2 separate regions of the Arachis hypogaea genome follow, and region 2 is linked to region 1. A link is a contact called in public Hi-C data. All regions are on one chromosome and are shown on one strand. Each heading gives the region's core, a stretch centred on a gene start, on an enhancer-like site or on the middle of the called end of the contact. The rest is flanking DNA. Distances are from core to core; before and after follow the strand shown. Region 1 has its middle 4.4 kb from the start of LOC112778308. Region 2 holds the start of LOC140181872.

Region 1 (2,700 bases), core at 56-2,555:
TCTTGATGGATATCAGCACCAACTTCCACTTAAATTTTATATCAAAAAAGAAAAAGACTGATGTTAATTTATTTTAATTATTTATTTATTTATTTTTTACTTGATGTGTGTATGATTATTCTGTTTAATTTTTTGATCTAATAATTATGGAGGCTATAGCATAGCCTGTGATGATTATTTAATTATAACACATTTAGAATTTTTTGCTATTGCATGCATCATTTAAAATAAGCTAGTGTTGTCTATCTAGGAATGTGGCTGTTATTAATTAATTAATTAATTAATTAAAATATTAAAATTTGGAAATAAGAACATGTTTTGGACTTTCACTAAGAAAGCAAAACAACAAAGACCAGAAGACCTGTCAGTCAACAAGGTTAAACAGTGATTCAACTACTAAGGTCTAAGATCTAAAGACTAAAGAGAAGAGATTTGGGTTTGTGTGTAAAAAAGCTAAGCTACCATCAAAGGGACCTCTCAAAGCCTCATCCCAAGGCCACTGACACATAATACAGTCAATCACTAAACTCTAAAATAACCACATACTTCTCCTTTGGAAAAGTCTTACTATTATTGCATTACATGTCACTCTATTTAGTATTTAGACATTGTTGCACAATAATAATACAAAGGTAAACCACTGTTTTACCGTTTCAAAAATGTTAATTTTGGTTAAACAGTTTTTAAATAAAAAAGGTACTCATGATTTCATTTTAACAAATTTGTCATAATTTTGTGATCTTTTCAAAATTACAAATGTTTTTCTTTCTTTTAATGATTTTTTGTCTAAAACACCACATTTTAGGTGTCAAAATAATAATTTATCAAAAATCAAAACTAATACTTAAATCATTGATTAAAAAAGAATAAAATATCTCTATTTTAAAATAATATTTTCCACTTTCTAATCTAGCTATCATAAAATGTGAAATACGTATTAGGTCTTTCATTTATTATTTAATAGGATAAATTAAAAAATAAAAAAGTATATATATAACACAAGTTTTACTTTTTAGAAAAAGGGAATGTGCACAGTGAAGAAACACTGATGTTCTGCGAGTTTGAACCCTTCTTTTGCAACCAAAATCATTATTTGTCTTCATTAAAAGCCCAACCTGGGTGGAAAATCGCTGTCCTCGCATCATCTTTTATTAGGATTTTTTCAAAAAAGATGTCTCTAATCTACAAAACGCCTTCATAATAATCCAAACTTTATTTGTAAGATGTGGCCCTGTTGAGTTGGTTTCATTGCATTTCGTACACTTTCCACTCATACTTTCTTTTAATTAATTAATTTCTTTTATAAGAATAAAAAATATTTGACTATCCAACTGAGTTTATATATACTTCCAATCAGTGTGCGGCGTTGTTGTGGTATATACCCATAAACTTAGGAGTAAATGTTCTTTTTTTTTTTTTTTGTCTTTGACTGTTTATTCAAATAACAAAACATTTTTTAATAATTTAAAAATTCCTAATCGATACCTAATAAATTAAGTAATTAATTTAAACGATTTTGTAAATGACAAATTATTGATATATTAGAATCCATTTAATTCGATAACAAATATTATTTAGACTAATTAATTAAATAATTAAAAATTAACTAATAAACTTTAAATTATAAAAAATATTTTATCTTTCGAATAAATAATAATAAAAAAAAAACATTTACTCCAAACTTATCAAATTCTACCTGGTTTCTTTCCAAAGCCAAACATGGACATGTAGTGGCCAACTTCTTTCTATTATTTCAACATCTTGTAACCAAGTAGTGGAGAGGAATAGAAGATTCTCGCCATAAAAGCTATCCACTTCTCCATTGTGATGATTATCTTTGCTCCCAACTACACTAGGTGATCAATAAGAAATGCAGTCAGCTGTAGTTAATTTCAGCTTCTTCTTTTTTTTAATTTTAAAAAAATATAAATTCAAATGATCATTAAAACTTCCAAAATCTAATAACAAAAATACATTAGAAATTTTAAAAAATCTAAAACTAAATAATAAAAAATATCTAAAATTGTTGTAAAGTTATTTTAAAGATTCATTTTAAAATTTTTTAAATTATTTTAAAAATTTTTACATGTAACAAAAATAAACATCCAAAACCTTTTTGAAGAAACGTGAATTCAAATTATCATGAAAAATTATCTAAACTTAATAAAAAAAAATCCAAAAAAAAGACATCTAAAATTAAATAATAACAAACATCTAAAATGACAAAATTATTAAAGATTCATTTTAAAAATTCTCTAATCATTTTAAAAATTCGAAAAATTATTTTAAAATTTTTGAAATTATTTTAAAAATTCCTAAAAAAGAAACATCTGAAGCGTAACAAAAATAAATATTCAAAACCTAAAAAAATGAGATTTTCGCAATCTTTTTTAAATTTTAAAACCTAACAAAACAGATATTTAGTAAAATATTGAAAATAGAACATCCGAAAATTAAAGAAAAGAATTATCTATAACTATTTGCAAAATCATCCAAAACCCAAAAAGAAGAAACATCCAAAATATAAGAAAAAGAAACATCTGAAAATTAAGAGAAAGAAACATCCAAAACTAATAAAAAGAATCATCCAAAACTAAGACCTTGGTACGTTTGGATATGGTGCGGCATTGCTTCATTCGCGAGAGGGGGAGCGGCAGGAGGGCGCTACTACAGCGGACCAAGGAAGGGCAATGCTGTGTC
Region 2 (2,700 bases), core at 8-2,507, 200 kb after region 1:
TTCTCAACATGGCTATACATGGAATTGTAACTAAACATGCCATACAATTTTAATCAGATTCATGCCATACAATTTCATGCCAAGAATTTGTTGCTGAGCTAAATTTTTTGTTGTTGAAAATGGTCAGAAAGTTGAATTTGTTGGTGAGTCAGGCTTGCTCTTCCAATTGGTGTTCTCTACAAAAATGTTTCTTCTAGGCTATAGTATGGCTTAACTGCTACACCAACACCATTGTTGGTCTTGTACATTTTTCTTTTTCTTTCAATTAATTTAATATTTAATTTTTTCCATTAGATCAAATGAGCAAATACAAAGAGTCATAACTTAGGCGTTAGCCCCTCTTTGGTAACTATCTCGAGACAGAAATATAGAGATACCATGAGACACAAATCTATTTAGAGAAAGTGAATAATTCAAAAACAAACATGTCTTTGTCCTATGACAAAATTTGCACATTTTTCTGTATATCTTTTTTGAGATAGTTTCCATGCACAACCTTAATTCCACTAATTTTCTTTATGATTTCTTGATTTAGAAGATCATAGTACTAACATCATTTCAAAACTCAAAACACAAAGAAGGTCATGAGACAAAATCTCTAGCAGGACTTTTCAATTTCCTTACAGGAATAACACCATCAGCAATTCCAAGTCTATAATGTTCTTGAGCTGTAATTCTTGGCTTTTTAGCAGCCTATACAAAACTCACTAAAGTCACTACAAAATTGCTCAGATATTCAAAGTAAGCCAAAAATCAGAACTAATTTAAATTCATTACCTTAGGAGCAGCTTTGGAAGATTTTCACAATATTGCAGCACAAGCTTCAAGGCTAGATGATAGAAGTTCATCAACAAACAATAGAAAATATTCAATATATATGTGATTTTTATTAATTACCACAACAAACAGTTTAATGCAATCACAGAGATGTGAAAAGAATAGAGCTGAAGGCATTAGGAAGCAAAAGCACACCATCCGGATCAGCAATTCCCGCCATTTGAAGAGCATCTGAATTAGCCAAATCTAAATTAGCTGGTGTGACAGCTAGAATGAGACAGGAGGGAACTTTGATATATGACATGATCATTGTTCTGATTCGGGCTTCGATATCAGATGGCTGGTCACTAACAGGAACCTTTATTATGCTTGGAAGATCAACAAGTGTGATATCCAGAACATTTGGAGAAAATTTTTTTAGAAAAATCTGCTTATCTGAGTCTCCTTTATTATCTCCTGCTTCTTTATCGGTTTCAGCATATAGATAATAATAATAATTATAATAATAATATAAAACAAAGTTAATCAGGAAAAATATACAAGTTAAAAGAAGCAGCAAAGGAAAGACACTTAATGGACATTTAACGCACAGTCAATACCTTACCAATCCATCAAGAGTAATGCACACTAGACAATAATTAGTTTATCATGGCATAAGAAATTCAAAAGTTGATAAATGGAAATACACAAGTTAAAAGATAATAATACTAGTGCTACAAGTCTTTTATATTATCTAAAACCAAAATTTTTCTATTATCTAAAACCAAAATTTTTAAAAATTAAAATTAGTGCTATAAGTTTTTTATCCATATAGCCAGCTTAGTTGTTATAATACTATCATTATCGGTGTTAAAACAGACACGAGCACCACTAGCTTTCAAAGTTCATTAGCAGCAGCCAGCAGGCATATGATTTCTTAATAATGATAATAATAATAATAATAATAATAATAATAATAATAATAATAATAATAATAATAATAATAATAATAATAATAATAATAATACAATATAATCTCTATGTTATGATCTACCTTTTATTGTTTAGAAAACAAATCATGCTCAGGTAATAAATCTAAGTAGGAATTAAGTTTCTCAACAAACTACTATTTCTTTCTTTTTCTTCTTCTTATCTCTTTGCATGGATCAATTTGCAGACTTTTTCATATCCAAAAATAAATAAATTAAAATTTAAAGGTGGCCACACATAATCCAAAGAGATTTCCACCATTTCCAAGTTGTCATAGACTTCCACCATTATGTCAATATATCATAGTGAAAGAGAAAGCTCATTTTGTGAAACTGATAGGAATTAGTTATTAAGGATCTATTTTGAAACTTAGTGTATTAGCTGCAACTTAAAATATAACATATAAAACATTACATATTTACCTCAACTGTTAGAATGATCTGAGCCTTTCCGTCAATTGTGGTCATATTGGCATTTTCCACTTGAAATCCAAATGAATTTATAGCTTCCATCAACCTTGAAAACCCACCTGGCTTCTGCTCCCAGCATACCTTAAGCAAGAACTCTGTCCTACTTATATGATTCACTTCTGTTTGCATCTGGTGAACATGTTAAAAACGTCATAATAGGTCTATGACAAATAAACAAGTACCAAAGAAATACCAACTCTTTGTACCTTCATCTCCTCTCTGTGGCAAGATTTTTAGCATGGTAACCTTCCTTTCTTTAGGCACCCTAAATTTCTGACACTTGCTGTCCTCGGTGCCTCAAAATAAGAAATTATACAATCCTTAGAAAAGAGAAAATGTGATGAAGAATGTTGGTTAAACTCACATGGTTGCAGGCAAATAGTGTTGAGGTTCAACATGAGGAGAATTTTCCATTGTTCCTTTCATTAATTCAGTTTCAGCTATATTGCATGCAACCAACATCTGATTTATTTCAATTCATAAC

The links. Hi-C and Micro-C count contacts between places; a contact is called where the count stands out from the background.
Region 2: a contact with region 1 is called in a Hi-C map of leaf, with 3 times the contacts expected there. The contact joins the promoter of LOC140181872 here to the enhancer-like site in region 1. A contact is called at or near these places in 2 of 8 Hi-C or Micro-C datasets (leaf and an unstated tissue).

The regions. Positions count from the first base shown.
Region 1 is chr19:45,357,831-45,360,530 of arahy.Tifrunner.gnm2.J5K5, forward strand. No RefSeq gene overlaps it. Among protein-coding and RNA genes, the nearest start is that of LOC112778308, 4.4 kb to the left of the region's middle. Within about 2 kb of position 1,306, at least 2 of the 3 cell types and tissues checked have open chromatin away from gene starts, as enhancers often do.
Region 2 is chr19:45,553,580-45,556,279 of arahy.Tifrunner.gnm2.J5K5, forward strand. LOC140181872 reads right to left here and starts at 1,258. Exons shown (of 4, transcript XM_072227493.1): 1 at 973-1,258; 2 at 778-829; 3 at 625-693. The coding sequence starts at 1,087. LOC112776131 (a long non-coding RNA gene) reads right to left here. Exons shown (of 5, transcript XR_011877500.1): 3 at 2,581-2,678; 4 at 2,423-2,499; 5 at 2,145-2,345.